Regions from separate parts of the Mus musculus genome. Here region 2 is linked to region 1. Evidence: chromatin contacts called from public Hi-C data. All regions are on one chromosome and are shown on one strand. Each heading gives the region's core, a stretch centred on a gene start, on an enhancer-like site or on the middle of the called end of the contact. The rest is flanking DNA. Distances are from core to core; before and after follow the strand shown.

Evidence for each region. Hi-C and Micro-C count contacts between places; a contact is called where the count stands out from the background.
Region 2: a Hi-C map of the 63-12 cell line shows a contact between it and region 1, with 1.8 times the contacts expected there. The contact joins the enhancer-like site here to the promoter of Pepd in region 1. A contact is called at or near these places in 1 of 39 promoter capture datasets (hippocampal neurons), 2 of 484 Hi-C or Micro-C datasets (the 63-12 cell line and uterus) and 1 of 9 other capture datasets (liver).

Annotation. Positions count from the first base shown.
Region 1 is chr7:34,910,941-34,914,217 of GRCm38.p6, reverse strand. It overlaps Pepd (peptidase D), which reads right to left and starts at 1,811. Exons shown (of 15, transcript NM_008820.2): 1 at 1,764-1,811. The coding sequence starts at 1,780.
Region 2 is chr7:34,745,124-34,748,400 of GRCm38.p6, reverse strand. It overlaps Chst8 (carbohydrate sulfotransferase 8), which reads left to right. Exons shown (of 4, transcript NM_175140.4): 2 at 124-339. The coding sequence starts at 210. Among named protein-coding and RNA genes, the nearest start is that of Gm38987, 66 kb to the left of the region's middle. Within about 2 kb of position 1,635, at least 44 of the 459 cell types and tissues checked have an H3K27ac peak or open chromatin away from gene starts, as enhancers often do. A contact at or near this core is called in the 63-12 cell line, where this site is marked.

The DNA of each region.
Region 1 (3,277 bases), core at 562-3,061:
ATGATACCTCACAGACAGATGCCTGCCCACACTTACTGCTCACTGTGCTTCTTAACGGAGGGGCAAAGGCTGGGTTCACAGTTCTGGTCCTGGCCTCCTGGAGACCTATCAGGACGCTCCAACTTAAGTGTGTCTCAGTGTTCCAAGTTCACCCAAAGATCACCGAGTGCAAAGATCATCCCATGATCCTAAAACGCATGCCTCGTATTGGCACAGACCAAGATCAGAGTTAGATGACAGAGTTAGATGGCACAGAGTTCGATGACAGATCCCACCTGTCCATTAGCTTTCATGGCCCAGTGTTGTTCCTAGAAAACCGCTGGTAGTCACTACATGATTGCTATGTCCCAAGCTCTTCCAACCTTGGAAGCTAACTAAGATGGCACTGTTTCCACTGCCCTCGTTGTATATGGAGAGATGCATTTGCTCCACTAGTTTTTACCATACTCGCCTCAGTTCTGAACTCAGTCTGTGGAGAACTGCACTCTTCTACCCCTACCCTTCCTAACATCCCCTACCACCAGGTCCACACCCTCTTCCGCTGAAACCACAGCTCATGCTATCGGGGGTGGGGGTTGGGGGGGGGGAACTCTTTAAGAAGCCAAGTGGTAAATGAGGAAAATACCTAAAAAAAAAAAAAAAAGCCAAGTAGTAGTGACACACCCCTTTAATCCCAGCACTTGGGAGGCAGAGGCAGGTGGATCTCCAAATTCGAGGCCAGCCTGATCTACAGAGTGACTTCCAGGACAGCCAGGGCTACACAGAGGAACCCTGTCTTCAAACAAAGCAAAGCAAAACATAACAGATCTCAAGCAGGGTGTAGTGCCATCGTGCCTGGATTGTCAGCACTCTGAAGGGCAAAGCAGGAAGAATCTGAGTCCCAAGGCCAGCATGCGCTACATAGTGAGACCCTGTCTAAAATTCTTAAAAAGCAGATTCCAGATGACAATCCTTCTTGCTCCCCCAGGACAAAGTCTGGAGAAGTCACTAGCACCAAACCTACTAGTTCAGGGATGTACCCTACTCTCTCAGTCTTTATCTCTTAACCTTTGATCAGCTGTCCTTCCGTGACACTGAATAGAGCCCATCTGTCCAAACTTCCTCCCAGCCGAACCACTGACCCTTTAATCATACAGAATTATGGCAAGTCTAAGCGGAGCAATACACTGGGCTACTGAGGCCTGCATGGAGCCTGCATCGGAGCTAGTGAGGAGACAACTGACATACAGAAAGTCAGGCAGTATAGAATTGATCAGATAATTAAGGGAAGGTGTCTCAGAGGAGCTGACGTTTGGGCCAGGAAAGAATCAGGAAAGTGCTGGCCTGATTAACGGATATTCCACGGCCACTCCAAATACTACTCACACTTTCCCTCACTTTTGAGGAAGCGCCTGGGAACCTGGCGCCCAGACCAGGCTGGCCACCTCATCGGAGGGGCGTGGCAGTGAACAGATTTGTGAAGCTCCCACTTCGGCCACTTACGGTGAGGCTGCCACACTCGGGACTCCAGGGAAGCCACCCTCCCCCGCCCCACGAGGGCCAGTGGGCAGCCGCAAGCATGCAGGGGCTCTGCAGGTACCACTCGCCCAGCCCGGCTCTCGGTTCCGGTGCCCCAGAGAAGAAGCGCGCAGCCCGCAGCCCGCGGCCACAGAGCAACTCCAGTCAGAGCTCGGAGGCTGTCACCCACTGTTCAGCTAGGAATACCGAGGCAGGCCACCTCTACGCGGGCCGCAGGCAGGGCAAGGGACAAGCTCAGCACTCACCGCACAGTGGACGCCATGTTCACTCGGCGCTAGCGTCACGTGGAGTGCAGCGTCAGCTGAACCAGCTAGGGTTCCTCTGAGGAGGACGGGGCGGGGCCAGGGCGGGATTTTTAATGGGCGTGGTGGCTTCAGTCCCTCCCACTCCAGCTCCGGACTTCACACCCTTAAGTGGAGGAGTCCTGCAGCTGATTAAGCATCTCAGATTCCCACAAGAAACTAGAAGGAACTTGAGCAGCAACCCAGAAGGCTTTCCCTCTTGGGAAGAAGTGTCCTGAGACAGGAGATCAATTGATTCTAGGTTAGCCCCTGACCTTGTGTGTATGTTGCCGCCCACCCGCGAGAAGAACATACAAGAATAAAGAAACCATGGGGATCCACTTCTGTATCATTGGGAATAGAGGCCCCTTGGTCTTGCAAACTTTATATGCCCCAGTACAGGAGAACGCCAGGGCCAAGAAGTGGGAGTGGGTTGGTAGGGGAGCGGGGGGGGGGGGCGCATAGAGGACTCTTGGGATAGCATTTGAAATGTAAATGAAGAAAATATCTAATAAAAATTTTTTAATTTTAAAAAATAAATAAATAAATATTTATTCATATGGTAAAGAAAAAAGAAAAAAGAAACCATGGGGAGGAGGGCCAAAGATGATGGAGAGCTGGGACAACTGGAGTAATAGAAGCCTCCAGCATTCAGGAAAGGGAGTCTGGGGAGAAAGTCTCTGGCTGAGAGATAAGCAAGGCCTTCAGGGTCTTGTATATAAGTTGGAGAGTTAAATCTAATAGGCTCTAGTCCAAACCTCCTCAAGTGCAAGATGGAGGAGCTGAAGAAAGAGAAGCAGGGGCAGGGGCAGAGCAGGGGAGGGGAGGATGAGGTGGGGAATAGCAGAGCTGAGCCCTGGTGATAGAGGAGAGTCCTACAGAGAAATGAGCATCAGAAGGCAGGCACTGCCCTCCTTACTCTCAGCACTTAAAGACACTGGTTCAAGTGCTTTGCAGATGTTAGCACCACTGCTCACAGTGGTCTCACAAAAGCCCCATGAGGAAGGCAGGTGCTGTCTTAGCACCATCTTACAGAGGAGGAGACTAAGGTCCAGAAGGGTAAGCAACATGCCTGACCTCACACAGACTCTTGAGAACTTGGACACACACACACACACAGAGTGCATTAGCTCCATCTTCAGCTAAAGAGTCTCGACTCCCTAATAAGGGACGCCTTTTTAAAAATAGCAGAGGAGGAGCAGGTTTGTAGTAGGAAAGCCTGCCCCCAGCTAATCACAGCCCCACTTCTTTTGACATAAAATATGTCAAAATTAAACCAACTGCCAGCTTAATGCTTATTAATGTGTAAAAGAAGTAATTATCCTAAATATTTACAGAAGAGAGGCAGAGAACACCCAGCCATTGAACGGAGCACTCTTTCTGTAGTGTTAACCGGGAAGCACTACCCACGGCTCCTGCCCACCCAGGCCCATCTGCACAGTGGGCCTCGAGGCAGGGTCTGCTCTGACAGTCGGTTT
Region 2 (3,277 bases), core at 386-2,885, 170 kb after region 1:
AGAGAGAGAGAGATCTCCAGATGGGTTAGAGGAATCCAGAAGGTAAGTCAATGTCACGTGACAGGGAGCTTAGTTCACTGATATCCTGCAACTGAAACCCGCTTCTTCCATTCTGTCTTGTAGACCCCAGCCTGATGGATGTCTGGTGTGGATAATGAGGGAAGAACGTGCCTTTTACACCCAAGAGGTGACCCCGGAGCGTGCCCCGGATGACCCCACGACTCGGAACGATGCGGCTAGCCTGCATGTTCTCGTCCATCCTGCTGTTTGGAGCTGCGGGCCTGCTCCTCTTCATCAGCCTCCAGGACCCTATAGAGCTCAGCCCCCAGCAAGTTCCAGGTGAGCCCCGAGGTTGCTACTTAACACTGCGGGTCGCATGCTGACCTTCCTGATGGCCCTGGTGTGCCGGGGCTGGGTGACGGTAACCCTTGTAAACAGAGAAAGGGCCCTGGCTTCCTCCTAGCAGGCGTCGGTGTCAGTGTGGGGGCGTCAGGCCACCAGTTTCAAGGCCGTGGTTCTGGATTCCATAGCAATTGAGCAGCCCCTGGTGTGGGCGATGGAGAGGCTGCCCATCTGGTCAGCCAGTTTGTTGTCTTCAGTGAATCTCAGACTTAGGAAATTCTGCCAACTCTCGGGGCATCTTCCACATTGTTCTGAATACCAGTGGATAACGTCTTTCTTTTTTTTTTTTTTAATGTCACTGGGAATTGAACCCAGGGTCTTACCCCTTGATCATTCTTCATTACTTTGATTTTGATTCATGGTCTGGCCTTGAACTTATGACCCTACCTTATCCTCCTGAGTAGCTGGCCTTATAGGGCTGCACCACCAGACCCAGATGAACATGTCTTCTTTTGAAAACTTTTCTTATAGCTGGGTGTGGTGGTGCACACCTTTAATCCCAGCACGTGAGAGGCAGAGGCGGATACAGATGAATCTCTGAGTTTGAGACCAGCCTGGTCAACATCCAGGTCAGCCAGGACTATGTAGTGAAATCCCAGCTCAAAAAAATAATTCTGTTGCATGAATTAATTACTTTATTTATTGGGTGGTGGACATGCTGGTGGGATCTGAGGAGCCTTTCTTCTTCTGAACTTCGTGACTGGAGTCTGACTCAATTTCCCTGTCCAGTTCTGAGGATCCCTCGAACTTGGTCCCTCTGGCCTGAGACAGAAATTAAATCACATGCTGGATTTGTGAGGCTCAGACCCACTCTTAACACACACACACACACACACACACACACACACACACACACACACACACACATTTCCTCCGTACCTCTGACCCATTGGAATAGTTAATGTCTGCTGGGGATGTGGGGTGTAGTCAGTGAGAGGAACATGTGGGACACTTAGGGCAGATAGGGTGTGGAAAGAGGGGGGTCTCCGGGGCTCTTGGTGCCAGATATGATGAAGCTGGCTGTCACAGGCGTGAGCCCGAGGCTGGAGGTTAATCTGCTTAGAAGAAGAGGAAACCTGGCTTCCAGGACACAGCACTAGCAGAGATCTATTGTGAGGAGCCCTCAGAGGTGTGCTTCCTCTCGAGGGACATGTGCATGAACACACTGCTAGCAGGAACAAGATGAAAGAGATGTGCACGCCAGAGGTTTAGATGGATGGCTTCCTGTGACACTCCGGTTTGCAGCCTGAAGCACAGGAGGGATGGATGCCCCCTCTCCTCCAGCCAGGGGCTCTTTCCCTAGCACTAGCCCCAGCTCCCCCAACTCAGTTCCTCGCCCCCTTTGTACCACTTCATTGTTTTGCTTCTGCAAACTGGAGCTCTGAACCTCAATACAGTGGCCTTGAGCCCAGATTGAAGGCCACAGGTCTCAAGAGGACAGGAAGAAACGCACATAAAGCCCAGAATCCTGCCTAAACCCGGCAGCCGCTGCCAGAAGCCCTGCATGGGGTGTGGAGGCTGACGAGTTACCTCTTTCATCACAGTGAGTAAGAAGCCAGTTCAGTTGCAGGCCCCAGAAACAGTGGGTAAGCCACTGTGCTGACGCACACCCGGGTCAACCCCTACAGCTGGCGGCTGTCAAAAATGGGTCCAGCTTCTCCCAGCTTCTGAGGAAGCGAGTGTGCGTGACTGAGCTGGCTCCTCTGGGGACTTTGTAGCCTCTTGAGAGCTCCAGAATAGCTAGTGACATTGAGTCAGCACAGCTGGGTCCCACAGGACAGAACCATCACAGTACAGGAACTAAATGGTCCCTGAGACTATGTGTAGTCTGTGCAAAAAGAAACCAGACAGTAAGGGAGCTTGAAGACGGCTAGAAGGAATCGTGCCTCTGGTGGGTGCCCTAATGTGTGTGGTTGTGGTGCATACGCAGGCCAGGGGTCCAGCCATCTGATGTCTGTACTGTGGGAGGGGCCGGGGAGAAAAGGCATAAGTTTATGTATGGTGCCCATCTGGGTCAGGAGGGCCCCTCTGTGGTCCCTTCTAGGATAGGTCATATTGTCAGGTGAGATTCTGCTCTGTTGATCTTGGAATATGCCCTGCCATGCCAACAGCCAGCTGGTAGAGCAGAACCCTTAATTTCAAAGGCACTGGATTTCTGTCCCTCTTTCTACCTAGCACTGCTCTGAAACAGCTGTCCAAGTGCACAGATGTGTGAGTTACAGACGGGTGGGAACCAGAGTATGGTTGGGAGTTCTGGGGTAGAGTGGTACAGTGTGGTGGAGAGGCGCTGGAGCCTCAGACCCTCAGATCGTAGGGTGAGGGACTGCCATGGAGCATTCCCCTGTGGTGGGTGGAGCCAGGTGAGGTGCGTGGGTGGGTCTTCACTGTGAAGTTCTATTGGCAGATGCAGGGGAGCCACGCTCAACGTGCTTACGTGATGGGCAACCCTGCTGGTCTATGTAAATCACACCAAACACAGTCATAAAACTTTAAGTAATGCTTACGTTCCTTTCCCTGAGCGAAGTGCTCCTGACACAAGCTGTTTGTGTTGATTTGTTACTATTCATTTATTCCTTCCCTGTACCACTCGCAGCAGCCTAATTGTGATTCGGTACCAAGAAAGCAATATCAAAGTAATTTTCCACAACATTAGTTACAATTTTCTTCTGATCCTTCAAGTGAAACAACCCCATCCTGTTGGCTTCTCCGAGCACATAAACCTTGATTACATTTATCTGTTGGAAACCATTGCTTACAAAGTGTATGCGCCAAGTTGCGTGCGTGCCGGGTGGCCCTGACAGCCCTGACCAAGCCCTCTCACTAGGAGTCTCAGTTCTGAGGAGGTGTAGACTACAAGTCTGTCCTGTCGCCAGGG